Linked DNA regions of Mus musculus: all the other regions are linked to region 1. The links are chromatin contacts, called in public HiChIP or PLAC-seq and promoter capture Hi-C maps. All regions are on one chromosome and are shown on one strand. Each heading gives the region's core, a stretch centred on a gene start, on an enhancer-like site or on the middle of the called end of the contact. The rest is flanking DNA. Distances are from core to core; before and after follow the strand shown.

Evidence for each region. Promoter capture Hi-C pulls out the DNA fragments that hold promoters and counts their contacts. HiChIP or PLAC-seq counts read pairs in DNA pulled down with a chosen protein or histone mark.
Region 2: a contact with region 1 is called in an H3K27ac HiChIP or PLAC-seq map of bone marrow-derived dendritic cells, with 6 times the contacts expected there. The contact joins the promoter of Msn here to the promoter of Klhl15 in region 1. A contact is called at or near these places in 1 of 39 promoter capture datasets (liver) and 1 of 115 datasets of contacts at active chromatin or transcription factors (bone marrow-derived dendritic cells).
Region 3: a promoter capture Hi-C map of pre-B cells shows a contact between it and region 1, with 2.4 times the contacts expected there. The contact joins the promoter of Zc4h2 here to the promoter of Klhl15 in region 1. A contact is called at or near these places in 1 of 39 promoter capture datasets (pre-B cells) and 1 of 9 other capture datasets (liver).
Region 4: a promoter capture Hi-C map of pre-B cells shows a contact between it and region 1, with 3 times the contacts expected there. The contact joins the promoter of Amer1 here to the promoter of Klhl15 in region 1. A contact is called at or near these places in 2 of 39 promoter capture datasets (liver and pre-B cells).

Annotation. Positions count from the first base shown.
Region 1 is chrX:94,233,352-94,236,871 of GRCm38.p6, forward strand. It overlaps Klhl15 (kelch-like 15), which reads left to right and starts at 1,579. Exons shown (of 3, transcript NM_001039061.1): 1 at 1,579-2,069.
Region 2 is chrX:96,094,530-96,098,049 of GRCm38.p6, forward strand. Msn (moesin) reads left to right here and starts at 1,516. Exons shown (of 13, transcript NM_010833.2): 1 at 1,516-1,714. The coding sequence starts at 1,703.
Region 3 is chrX:95,656,983-95,660,502 of GRCm38.p6, forward strand. Zc4h2 (zinc finger, C4H2 domain containing) reads right to left here and starts at 1,527. Exons shown (of 5, transcript NM_001003916.2): 1 at 1,270-1,527. The coding sequence starts at 1,322.
Region 4 is chrX:95,443,304-95,446,823 of GRCm38.p6, forward strand. Amer1 (APC membrane recruitment 1) reads right to left here and starts at 1,537. Exons shown (of 2, transcript NM_175179.4): 1 at 1,355-1,537.

The sequences.
Region 1 (3,520 bases), core at 329-2,828:
CAACCAGCTAGGATTTAAAAATAACCAACACAAATAAAGGCATTAAAGGGGCTACTGGAAAAAACAGAATAGGTGAGACAAGTTTTGAACTTTCAGTGTTTAAGTCAGAAAAGAGATTATTTCCTATTTTCAAAATAATAATTATTTTTACAATGAAGTAGTGTACTTCAGCAAAACAGTACACGATGTGCTACTTTGGCCTCTTGGGAAATGTGGCATGTTAATCAAGTTTGTTAGAAAGAGATACTGATCACTTTTAGTCACAGTCTCTTGAAAAGTTCATCAGGATATTCATTTAGAGAGAAGTGGCGATGTGGGGGTGGGGGATGGGCTTCGGTGGTGGAGCTAGAGACAGGGGAAGCAAAGAGATCTGTTAAGATCAGAAATGGTTAACGGTTGTCTTAATTTTTAACTGGTCGTAGAACCAGTGGCTTCAACTGTGTATTTGTCATCTACAGCTCTCTTACAGAGATATATAATAAATTTACAAAAGTCTTACAGTGTATTTCCATTTTCTTAAATCAAGTAAGGGTAGTATTTAAAAGCCATGACCTAGAATTCTAGAGCAGATTTGTAAAACAAACAGACCCCTCCTCAAGGAACAACTGAAATTGGTGCCTTCTGTATATTCCTTCTTGCCTATTTTGATGCAAAACAAACCCGCTTTTTTAGCTCGTACTTTTCTACCTTTGGTGAAGATAATGCCATTTTCGATGACTCTTTCCATCTCTGGGAAATTTGCATGTGAAACATGTAATTTGCATGCGATAAGCTAAGTGGAACCGTGACGCAATGATTCATTGCAAATTGCCTTATAAAAAATGATTGCCATTTGGCGTCCACCTAGTCACTTTTATAACAGGTACCATTGGCAAAACTCCCCTCATCCGACGGTGTGCAAGATGCAAAAATGGAATTTTCCAGGTTTCCTAGCCCTCAACTTGCGCACTGTGTGTTCGCTGCAGCGCCACGGGGCCCACCTCCGGGCCAGGCGGAGTGACCCTGCTGCAGGGGTGGAAGTGCACGGCCGAGTCTCTCCAGCCTCGACGGCAGGGCTCTGAGGGTCAACCTCAGCGGATCCCTCCTGCAGAGCCCCTCTACCTCCTTTCTCTCTGGCCCCGGCCCCGCCGCGTCACCCCCCAACCCCACTACAGTAGCAGGCCCGCCTCTGGGGCAAGGCGCGCAGCTGGCGTGGGACAACCCTCCCTCTACCCGGTTCCCACACCGGCTCCCGTTCCGTGGCGCCGGAAGTGACGCGCCTGGGCTGAAAGATGGCGGCATTGGCGTTCAACCAGGGGGAAGGTAAACACCCGCCAGGCGGCGCGCCGGCCCCCACGGGGCGCCTTCAGGGGCTAAGGGGGCCTCCCAGGCCTGCTCCCTAACCCACGGCTTCCAGTCCCCGCCCTCTCTCGGGGACAGGCTCGGCTCTGCGTCCTCGAGACCCTGGCCCGGGCCCCTAGCCCGTGGGCCCCGCCCCCCTGGGCGGGCCCCGGGCGGCTCCCTCGGCCCGCAGGGGGCGCGAGGCCCGGAGCGGCCCCTGGCTCGTGGCCCTCTCACGCCCCGCCCCTTTCCCGCCCCTTTCCCGCTTTCCTCCACCCCCGGCGTGGGTGATCCCGAGGCTCCGCGCGCTTTGGGGGCAGAAACCCGGAGACGCCGTCGTGTATGTGGTTCCCGCTGGCGTTTCTGTTGCCCTCGGCCCCCTCAGCTGTCCCCCAGTTGGTGGTCCTGAGTCGCCTCTCCAGCCGAGCCCCGTGCAGTGCCGCGACATCCCCCGGTATTGGCGAGGCTGGGCCCCGGCCCCGACGCCGCGCGCGTCACGCCTAGCCCAACTGTTTGGACTCGCCACTCAACCGCTGTCTTCTTTCCCAGGACTGTTTCTCGGGGGGCCTCGGGCTTGCGAGCTCGCCCGGCGCCGGAGCGCTCCGGCCCGGCCAGGGAGCGGCCCCTTGTAGAGGTTCGAGGAGCTATCGCGGTCCATCCCGGCGCCCGACCCTCCCACCGTTCGGCCACTGGCCCACTTCTTCCTGATGCAGACTGCCGTCCACTAGAGGCTGGACAGGACCCCCGAGGTGCGTAGCCGCCCCTGGCCGCCGGCCTGCGGAGCCCAGGCTTTGCTCGCGGCCCCGAGGAAGGCACGGGTTCCGTGGCCCTCACCGCACTGGCCGCACTCAAACATTTTGTAGATGCTGGGAGCTAATTTGTCTTTTGAGTTTACTTAAATTGTTTGAAATGTAAATTTTTTTCTGGTGGGAGGGGGGAGAGAGAGAGAGAGAGAGAGAGAGAGAGAGAGAGAGAGGAGAAAAAAAGGAAGAAGCATAATTCAGCCATTTTTTGCAGCATAGAGCTGCAGGTACCATGATTATTTCCCCCTTAACCGGTTCCTTCCCTTTAAAAATCCTGTTTGTGCCTTAAATAGAACTATGCGAAATGTGCGGCATAATGCGTGCGGCATAATCAGAATGTCTGGGTCCGACTGGGCGACTGAGAAAATCTCGCACTGAGGAGATCTCGGACGGAGCCTCAGTTTCTTATCTATGCGGTGTAGTCGATAATAGCCACATCAGAGAGGTAGTGAGGACTATATGAGGTCATATATGTGAAAATAATCTATAGCTGTATAGTGGTGTAGGAAAATGTAAGGTCATTTTCTTTAGGTAACCTTTGCTTGAGTGGTTAATGTGGCTAACTGTTGCTGCCTCTTCATTTCTATATTATAAGTAAATAAGGACTAGCAGAACAGCGCAGTGATGGATAGCTGTTTAATAGTCAGTGTTCGTTGGCCTTCCCTCTACAAAATGCCAACTGCTTATTTAAATAACGGTATCCTTTAATTCAAATTTAATGTTACTGTAGGGCTTTTCATCTTTCTAGGCCTCTCAGCCCCCTTTCTTATTCAGAATATTTAACACCTTATATTTATTTAGTCTTTTTTATTTTTAAGAGGTTCACTTCCTTTGTCAATCTGATTTACTGTTGTCATTTTAAAAGCGTGTGTGTTTTTTAATTTCAGTGTTTGCTTTTCGTATCTACAGAACAGGATGACTGAATACTTCTAATCATTTGAAAATGGTTTTTCAAGAGCTTACACATGCATCCATGTTTCTCTAATGCTCAGTAGATCCAGCAATGTACAGGGAATTTCAACTTGTTAGCACTTCATGCAATATTTGAGGAATTCAGTTCTTGTTTTTAATCACAGCACTTAGTAGGTGCTTTGAGTCCCATTTCATCAGTGGTAAAGGATGTTAATACTCTTTACTACCTGTTAATTGGCAAGAAATAAGATAGTAAATATTTGTGGCTCGAAAATAGAATTTACTTTCTAGAGTTTCAAAACTGTAGAATGTTTTGGCTTATAATAGTCAATTAAAAGCGAAAGGAGCATTTTGGAGTATATTATTTTTAGTCTTCTTTTTTTTTCTGAGTAGATGTTAAAATTTTAATTCCCTGGTCTGATGCCAGTGGTCTTTCACAGTATGCTTGTGTATTTTTTAAAAAGACAGATTAGGTTGGAAAAGGA
Region 2 (3,520 bases), core at 266-2,765, 1.9 Mb after region 1:
GTTCTTTTTCCCCCCCCCACCTGTCAATGAACTGCGGTATCAGTGACAGAAATAGAGGCATGTTGGCTCATGAGTGTAAATGCAAGACTTTATACAACCTTTATGTTGTAGGCTACTGAATAGGCTACTTCTTTCTCCTCTTTTTGTAATGTTTGGATGGGAAAGAACCTTGGAAACCCTGTAGTTTGGTCATTGTTAAGGAAGGGGAAACTCAATACTAGAGGGGGGAAGGGAATTACCCAAGAAAGTGCAGAGGACACAGGCTGAGTTCATGATGAAACAATGATCTGAAGCCTGGTGAGTGTTGAGGTGTCCTTTCCACTATTCTGTGTTTGACTCTCCATCACTGAGGTATATGGTAATTTACTTCATGAAAGACACACAACCCATGCTCCTGCACAGTTGCCAGAACTGGAGGGCATATATCACCCGAGAGTCTTATACTCTTATCAAAAAGTGAATGTCTGCCTGGTATTGTCTGAGCACTAAGGTGGTAGAAACAGGAGGACTGGGAATGCAAGTCAACTGGCTGCTGTTAGTGCGCTGTGTCAAAGCAAGTGAATGTATAGAACCGGTGTCAGACATCTGCAATCTAGTTGAGGTAGTAGGATTATGAGTTCAAGACAAACCTAAGCCAGTGTCTTAGAACTGAGAGTTCAAGACAAACCTAAGCTAAATAATGAGTTTAGAGCCAGCTCTGGTGACAGACAAAACAAATCCAAAATGTTGGGGAAGGACTAAGGAAAAGACCAAGACACTGATGTGAGGAGAGTGGGAATTGGAGGACTGAAAGTGAACATAGAAGACAGATAATTGGAAAAGGATCCCAGTTCTGGAGAAAATGAAATAAATAAATAATAAACAAACAAACAAACAAACAAACAAATAAATACAAGGTCGAAGGAAATGTCACAGGTTAAATGAGTCCTCTAGAAGGGAGTGAACTGTTGAGGAGGAGCTGAAGTTTAGCCCAGAAGTTTCCTGAGGAGTAGCAGAACTCTCAGGAGCTGCTATGGACAGCAGAGGATTTGTTGTGGTCCCAGGGAACTTAGGTGTGGCATGATTGGAGGTCACAGAGAAAAAGAGGAGTTCAAATGTCCACAAGCGGGAACTTTCTAACCAACAAGGCTTCCTAGAGAGGGAACTCAGCAGTTCTACTAGGCAACGGGTTCCCAACATTGGTAACTCATGGTTCAGGGCTGAAAAGCATCTGCTAGGGTGTGGCCCCCCAGTCAAGCTCTGGCTCAGACTGGGGGCGGAGTCAGATGGTCGAAACTTGGAGGGAGGGGGGCAGTGAGGAAAGGTGGGAGGGGGCAGAGTGGGCACTAGTGGGGAGTGGGAGTCCTTGGGGAGTTTTGGCCCCGAGCCTGGCCCCCCACGTGGCCAGAGTAGCCTCTCTGGGCTGGGCCGGGCTGGGCGGGGCGATGCCCGAAGCCGCGGGCAGGCTGGCGGGAGGGCGGGGAGAGGCGCGGAAGCCCGGCCACATAAAGGAGCGAGCAGCGCAACGGGGGCGGCTCTTTCCTGGGTGGGGTTTGTAAAGTCGTGGCCCGTTAGCAGGAAGCGGAGCAGTCGCCCAACGCTAGAGTGGGACCCAATCTGAGCACCCGGTTCTCCGGAGTCCTTGCCGAAGTGTACTGCGCGCTCAGAGCAGCCCGACAGTTTCCAGCCAAACTTCACCAACTCCTCTGCCCTTGCCGCCACCATGCCGAAGACGGTGAGTGCCGACAACTAGCGCGGTCGGCCCTGGGGGCTCCAAGCTTGACCCTTGCCACTTTATGGCTTCGGGCTTGGTTGCTCACAGGCCTGCCGGGGATGCTGGGCTGTCCACTAAGGCCCTAGGAAGGAGAAGATAGTGGAGCCCTAATTTGAGCGCTCTAGAGGGTGACAGGGTGTACAAACTAGAAGTGTGGATAAGGAGGAGCCAGCCTTTCTCGGGTTCCAGTTCCCCGCCTCTGGGATGAGACAGTGGAAACTCTTTGAGGGACTGGATCAATCCCCTATTCTAAAGGGTCGTTGGGAACTGGGGAAACGACTTTACTTTTGAGAACATTTCCCCGGCCCAGGAATTGGCGCCTTTCTGTAGCAAAGCTATCACTGTCTCAGAAGAGCCCCCAAGCTTACAGAGAAGCGGGGAGGAGAGAGGAAGTTGCCCAGGGCGGATCCCGCACACCCATCCACCTTTCCCATAACCGCCCCTCTTCTACCCCACTTCTGCTCTGTCCCCTTCCACCGCGTCTTAGCCCCAACTGCTTTCCCCAGGGAAATGAAGATTTGTGAAGGGTCTCATCAACTGGGTTACTTTACCCAGGGGTACAAACACTTCATTAGGCACAAGTCTGTGGAGGGGCCCACACAACCCACTGGAAGACAGGGCAGGTTTCTCTTCCTCTATTAAATCCCTGTCAGACATAGTGCCTCTCTATCCCCTCAGGACCGTTTTGTGAGGTATAGGTTTTCTCCTGTGGGGGCCACACCTATCTAGTGTGGTGGTTGATTTGAGATCTGGTCTCCACCCCACTGGCTGTTGCTCGCAGAAGCCTCCAGGGAGTGAGGCCTAGGGGGGCCGGATGCCCAGTAGGGAGGGGTGGGGGAGGGGTATGTGCTTGACTAATGAGCTCTGCTTGCTTTTGTGCAAGTCACGCCAGGTCCTTGCTCATGAAGGCCCTATGACCACCGTGAATTATGTTTCTTAGGTAATGGGGCTTGCTGGGCTCCCATGTTGTATATTGCTAGCCTACCCATCTCTCTAGTACTGCCTGAGCCTGGTAGAACTGAGACAGTGACTAGGATGCTGGAGAAGGGATGAGGGTGCCTCGGAAGAGAGGAGAGTGAATAGATACAGGAGGTCTTTGTGTCTATATTGAAGTTTCCTTGCTACCCTTACTGTATTCTAGCTACACTGCCTAATCGTCCTTGCCTTCTCAGAACTCTGTTCTTAAGAAATACCAAGGTGGGGTTTTTTTTTGGGGGGGTTCTTTTCTTTTTTTTATTTTTTATTTTTTGAGAGAGTCTCCTGGTCTTATATAAAAGTATACTTTGTGAAAGTATATACATATGTGAAATTACAATTTGCTCCCCTCCTCCACTGCCCTCCTGTCGCCTCCTTCACCCCAAGACTTCCGTTCGGCAGGCAGGTTTCCTTCCTCCCCTCAGTTGTCTTCCCTTCTGTTTTCTTATCACATGTATTCCATTTCGGGGCTTTTTACTTGGGCAGGATCTTACCCTATAACCTAGGCTGGCATGGGACTCCCGATGTAATGTAGGTGGCTTTCAGATTTTTTTTTTTTTTTTTTTTGCCAGTCTTCCTGCTTCAGCCTCCACAGTGCTGAGATTACAGGCTTGAGCCATCATGCCTGGCTTGTTCATTTGTTTTGATAGAGGGTTTGATTCTAGCCAAGGCTGGTTTGAACTCACATTGTAGCCTGAGATATACTTAAAAACTCTTTTGGAAGTAGTTCTTCTCAAGTGCAGGGATTGTAGCCACCACTAAACCCGGCTTCCACTCCTTCTGTACCGTGTA
Region 3 (3,520 bases), core at 277-2,776, 1.4 Mb after region 1:
GAGCCTTTGTAGGCAGACTCAATTCCTGTGAAAATGTAGCATTGTTAAGCTTCATGAATATAAGAACTCACTCAAATTCTCCAGACCCCCATTTTTCCACTTATGACAAAGGTCACAGGGAACTTGCAAAAATGGATTGAAATGGGGGAGGGGCTGGCATAACAGGGGCTCAATAAATGATCATTTCCTTACTTTGCAAAAGGAAAAACACACAATCCCTCCAAAAGGAAGAAGAAACCAAGATTCTTCACTACCATCACCATGTGTAGATCCCGCAGAGATACCACAAAGGTTAAATCTATTGTCAATTTTGTCAGGGTTAAATTATATGGCCTAATTTTTAACAAAAGATACACTCTATGTCCTTTTTCTTTCTTTTTCCATATGTCTGAAAAACACTACAGATTCAGGGAGTTAGGCACAGCAGGGGAGGCCAACATAGTCAGCATTTGAATTATTATTGTTTTCTTGGCGGGAATAACACTGCAGTATCAAAAACTTGCTCACTGAGTAACCTATTGGAGGTGTGACAATTCTCAGTTTGCCAAACCTCCAGCTCTTGTTCACATCCTCATAGTTCACAACCTTCTTCCAACCCCAGGATAGGAAAAAAAAAAGTGGTGAAAGAGTTACAGGCAAATAAGAACAGCCCACTCCCCAGCTTCATCAGCATCCTCAGACTACAGCCACAGCAAAGTTGCAAACTGAATGAATTGGCCAGTTAAACTTGGCTTTCAAAAGGCTTTCTCAAGCTCTGGGTCATGAGGCTGACAGAAAAATCATTCTCAACTGTTATAAAGCAAGAAGCAAAAAGCGACTTGTTCTAAACAAAAAGAACACTAAAAAAAAAAATACATTTAGTTGTCCTGGTTTATCCCTCTACCTCTATTCTATCTCAGCTACATCTGGGAAGACATCGCCATCTCCACTTCTTCCCTTCTTCCTGGTACACACAACACACACACACACACACACACACACACACACACACACACACTTCCACCAACTACCTCCTCTAGACTTGATTTCAATTTAGCCAAGCCCCTTCATTCTTCACCTCATCTATTAAGTCTGTGATGAATGGACCCCCTTCCAGCTCCTGATTCCCTTTGCAAGTAGCCCAACAATAGATAGTTTTCACCAAACAACAACAACAAAAACAAAAACAAACCAACAACAAGCAGTACTCCTTGCTCCCAGGGATGCCTGGGAAGGGAGGGGTGATCGAGGAGAGTGGAAGGATGCTGCATTAAGCAGTGACCCGCTTACCTGATCTCTTTAATGCTTTCCAATTTGCACATGATTTCTTGTTCATCTGCCATGCTTTTCACTCTCAATTTCACGTCCAGGGAATTGTTTAAAAAAAAAAATGCACCAGCCAAGGCATACAATAGATACAATACAGCCACCTCCTACTGGTTTGTGGCTTTGAGCCTGTGTGGTAAGGGCTTAGAGAAGGCCTGGGAGCTGTAGTCCACAGTTCCGGGGCCAGCCAGGCAACCCGGGTGCCTCTAGAACTACAACTCCCAGAAGGCCAAGCAAAGCATTCCTGTTCCAGTTCCTGTAGCGGCACTTTAAATCAATATGTCACTGATAATTATGTCAAAGATTATAAGCAAAGGAATGAAGATATTTGCCCTACCAATGTGCGGCAAAATGGAGAAAATTTTCTCGAAAGCAGCTAGGAAGATGAGAAACATACCTTTTATCACAAGACTCGGACTCGGGCCTCACGCCTACCCCCACCCCACCCTGTCAACAAATTAAGAAATCATTTATTACAGAATGCCTTGGGCTGGAGAGAAACTGTAGGTGATTTAGCTTCCTAGATGTCAAATTTTCTAGATGCTACCTAGGGATTTGTAGCTTTGACATTGAAATGTAAATAGACTGGAACTGAAAACCGGGGCGGGGGGAGCGGCGGAGACGGGGCTGAACAAGAAAAAGGGGACTCTTCAAAATCAGGAAACCGAGTTGGAGGAAGGACCTCTTTCCTTCTGGTTCCTCATCCACTGAACTATTAGTGTGCTTGTACTTTGCCAGTCAATGAAAGGTTTACTGAGGGAGGCCCTGAAGAGGCAAAGAAAATAAAAGCAAGTTCGTAGCCTTTGTGAAGGAGAGAGTGAAGTATATTGTAAATAGAGCTGTCACAACGCCGAGATAATCAGTGAAACCTGAACATAGAAGGTGTTAATATGTTTTTAAAACTAAGAGTTTTCCAGAGAAGAGTGAGATTTCATGGAAGCAATGGCCTACATGGAGAATGCAAAGGGCAAGTGGTTCAAAGTGCCTGGAATATAGGGTTCTTGAAGTGGTATATTAGAGAGAGAAGTAGAAGCTGTATCAAGAAAAGATAGATTGTAGACACATTTTAAAAATATTTTAGAATGTTTTCTTTGGCTATTTTATGTGTTATACCGTGTATTTCCATCAAATTCACTCCCAAGTTGCTACTCTCCTATCCCTTCCAGAACTATCTCCCTCCTAAATTCATGCATTCTTCCTTTAAGCCATTTTTTGGTGCTACCCGTGCATGCACCGGTGTAGGGCCATCTACTGGAGCATGGACAGTATTATGGAATCAGCATCCCTGAAAAAAAAAACCAAAACAAAACAAAACTGAAGCTCATTCCCTAGCAGCCAGATTTTGAAATACCATGGAGTGTCAGATTAGAGTTTGGAATTCATCCTATAGGCACATAGTTATTCAGTATGCATTTGTGCTTACTGTATGCCAAATAATGTGCAATTATATTTAGAGTATATATCAATTTTTGGTGCTGGAAATTCTACTCAGAACCTTATACATCCTTAGCATGTACTCCACTACTAAGCTACATCTCTAAATTCTAAAGTAAAATAATTTAAAAGCACAGGAGCAATTAAATTGGGGTGATATGAGAAGATGCCAGTGAAAGCAAAGTTTAGAGTTAAAGAAAATGAAAGCTAGTAAGAGGGTATTAGTTATTCAAAGAAGATAGATTCACGTGGAAGCCAGGCTTCAGAAAGGAGTGTGAGAGGTAAGTTAACAAGACTCACCTCCACATTGTCCCTCTCAGCTGCCTGTTGAGGGCCCCGAATCTTTGAGGTACTTTACTAAACTGCAATTCATAGATTTACTAGAGAGAGGAATTTCAGGAAGCAGAATTAGAGATTTCGTGAAAGATATTGTGGTGGTTTGAATAGGAATGGCCACCATAGGCTCTTGTATTTGAATGCTCAGTCCTTATGGAATGGCATTAAGCTCAAGCCAGGCTCTTTCTGCTTCCTGTGAATCCAGATGTAGAACTCTCAGCTGCTTCTGCAGCCACCATCTGCCTGCGTGCCACCATGCTTTCTGCCATGTGGGTAATGAAACATGAAACTGTAAGTAAGACCCAATTGAACGCTTTCCTTTATAAGAATTGGGATGGTCATGTTTCTTCACAGCAATAGAACATTGACTAAGACAGATATTAAGGAGGAAAGGTCCTCAAGAAGAGACCTAGAGCACACATGAGAATATGAATATGGGATTTTC
Region 4 (3,520 bases), core at 287-2,786, 1.2 Mb after region 1:
ATCCCCTCTCTTATTCTTCAGGAATGCCTTAATAGTCCAGAGTGGTGCACAGAGTAGGGCACTCGAAGGAATGGGCTTTGTTGGAATCTCCAATGGTAGGACAGAAAGTCCAACAATGCAGTGCCCGGAGACCAGTCCATACCAGTGTTGCTGAGGCAGGCCAGCCAGAGACGCAGAAGACATATGCGAACAGGGCTGTCTACACTTCTCTCAAGGCGAGTCCAGCGACAGGGAGGATGGTCCTGCTGTATTAGTCCCGCTGCCGCCTTTGCCTCCCATGGCTCATCTGGCAAGCTTAGCCCCTCAAAGGGGAGCTCAGGAGAAATCACGCCTTTGGGCGGTCACCAGTGTCAGAGGTGTCTGCAGCAGACAATGACAGCAGTCTGGCAGGCTGGGTATTTTAAGTAACTGAGAAGTTGTAGGATTTGTCTGCCTTATATATACTGTGTGTTCTTTACTACAACGACGGCCCCCTCCGCCTCTAGCAGGGAAATCCCCCCACAATATTGTGCCTATTGCTATTTTAAACCAAAGGCTGGAGAGAAAAAGAAAAAAAAACGCGCCCTATGCCCTACAAGGGAAAAGAGGCGCGTAGGGGGTGGGGGCGGCAACAAAGCGGCCTTGCAGCTCTAACCCAAGGGCCAGTAAGAGCTCCTGGTCCAGCCCGCCTGCAATGGGGGTGGGAGCCAAACGACAGACTGGAGGCCCAGGAGGGGGTGCGGCTGGTTGGGACCATAGGACCAAGGTTCCAGGATAAGTGGGAAGTTCAGAAACCCAACTGTGCTCCCTTGAGGAGGAACAGACTGTGGATATCTTAATCCACCCTAAAGCCAGTCTCAGTCTGGCCATAAGCGAGCGCGCCAGCTTCCTCTGCAGAGGAGAGACATAGGAGATGCACCGCAGAGGGGAGGGGCCACAGCAAGGCCTCGCGGGTGAGCAGCACCGGCCTAACAGCTGTTCCAGAAAATATACTACAAACAAAGATAAGGAGTTCCCGGCCTGCAAATGCGTTCTCCGGGTGCTGGCTAGCGGCGCCCTTCCCGGAACCACGCAACAGCACGTGTGGGCCCATCCCAGCCTCCCATTACAACCTAGAGGCGTAGCCCAGGATAGTCCGCCCGCCTTCCGGCCCTCCCACCCCACCCCCCAGCCACGGTCGCCCGGACCCTAAAGACTAACGGCCGCTGGGCCCTTCGCTGGACAGTACGCAAAGCGAGTTCAAAGAAAGACCAGCAAGAGGCTGGGACTCCGATCAGCCAGGCTCTGGAAACCCTAGTCCAGGAGACCAGAGCGGAGCACGCGGGGATGCACTAGACCTTCAGCAGGATGGCTCTTAGCTGTGTGCAATGCTTACCCTGCCAGGTCCAGCTCCCAGCGCTGTTTATTGTCTGCTGCGCTGCTCCGATTTGAGCTGGAGCCTCTGCTGAGAACGCCACCACTGCTCCTGCCGCAGCCTTCACCGGGACTACAGCAGTCTTCTGCGCCGACTACCCTTCTCCAGGCTCTGGGCAGCTCCCCCATACCCCCTTCACCCCGGACTCCACAGTTATAGGGTGGGACGTCCGTGATATGATTGGCAGGCATACAGTCCAATCATGACGGCTGGAAGGCATGCCCTCGCCCGCCCACTGTTTTCCTTGGTGCTTCTCTCTTTAAATGCAAATAAATCGGGCGTGGTATTGGCAGGGGGGCGGAGAGGTTGTCGAACCCCTTGCAGGGACTCCCTACTTCCGCTCCCACGCGGGGCGGGTTTCAGCGTGGCTACACACCCTACTCCCGGAGCTAGTCCCGCCCAAATGGGACTTGCCAGACTCTTGGAACTCGGTTTCGATTTTGCATACATTCCTCATTCCTTAACTTGGTGCTTTTGCGCTACTGCTCCCAGGTTGCTACCAAAGAGTTTCTCCACTCAGTTCGAGACTAGCTGTGAGAAGTGGGGGAGAAAAGGAAGGAGCCAGAGATTGTGGGGCCTGCAGAAACCTTTAGCACCATGGTTGGCTAATTATTAAGAGTGGCAGCAGGGCCAGGTGGCTGGTCTTCCCAGAGAGGAAATCACCTGTCAGGAAAGTGACCTGCCTCTTGGTCCTCCCACCCCCACACCACCTGGCTCCTTAGCCCTGCACTTTCCTTGCTTGCCCCAGGCTCTTAGGGAAGGCAAGATTGAGGTCAACTACCATCAGTGCTGCCTGGGAAAAGGCACTTCACCTCCGTTACTTAGACTGCCAGTAACTGGGACATATTTGGAATATAGACCTATACTTACCTTTCAGGGTACCTTTCACTTTTCTTCCCTAGGAAAATAACTGTTTTTAGAGTATACTATTTCAATAGTTGGCCTCTCACCTAAATTCCATACCTTCCAACGAACATGGAATGATTCTCAAGATCTCCAGGCGGGCAGTGGTGGCACATGCCTTTAATCCCAGCACTCGGGAGGCAGAGGCATGCGGATTTCTGAGTCTGAGGCTAGTCTGGTCTACAATGTGAGTTCCAGGACAGCCAGGGCTATACAGAGAAACCCTGTCTCCAAAAACAAAAGCAAAATTAAACAAACAAAGATCTCCAGAGCACACTTCATCAATTGTGAGTCTGGTCTGTGCAGATCCCTTTTCTAGATAGGGAAAGAAGTTTTGTGTGAGCCCTAACCAGAGGTCATACTGAGGAACACTGAGGAGGCCTGTCAGACCAGCCTTACAGGCTACTGTGTCTGGAATGTGGCAACGGGCCAGCTGAGCTTAGGCCTCTAACTAGCCTAAAGACATTAAGTGGCATTAGTAACTGCCAGTGCCAGGTGAGCTGGAGCAACAAAGAATCCGGTTGTATAACCAGCTCTGGAATGTACAGAAATCCCAGCTTGAAAACTCCTTCAATGTCTAAAAGGGGAGGGAGAAGTGAATTGAGGGTGAGGATCAGAGAAGGATTAGAAAACAATGGCAGTCCCCACCTCCAACCCCCAATGAATAGTCACCTGTTGCCCTGTTGGATCTTGTCTACCTTGTAAATACACAGAAGCTGAACTAGTGAGACGTGGACTGCTGCCACTGCCTGTGTGAAGCTAAGGAATTGTTGTGGCTGTTAAGGGCTGGCATCTATCTACTCTTCTTTCTGCCTCAGACTTGCTATGAGACCTTGGCCAACCTGGTCTCCCATCGGAGCCAATTATTCGATTTTCCCAAAGAGGTAAGAAACTTGATCAGTTCAACTCAATCCTTTCTATAATATTTCATGACCTTCAATGAGATTCTAGATATCTTCACCAAAAATTTGCAATATGAATCAGAATCAGAGTCCTAGGCCTGGATCTCAGTAAACATTGAATGGCAACCTGCTGCTAACTCAGTATAGCTTTGCTGTAGAAATCATTCCCCCAGCCTGCTTTGAATGGCCGGACTATAACATTTCCTTGGATCTCTGCTTTCCAGCTTTGCAAAACCCCAATTCTCATTTGTTAGGCTGGACATGCCGTATTTCCTATTCATACTCTATCATACTCTGCTAACCTGTGTCTCTGTCATTTGAA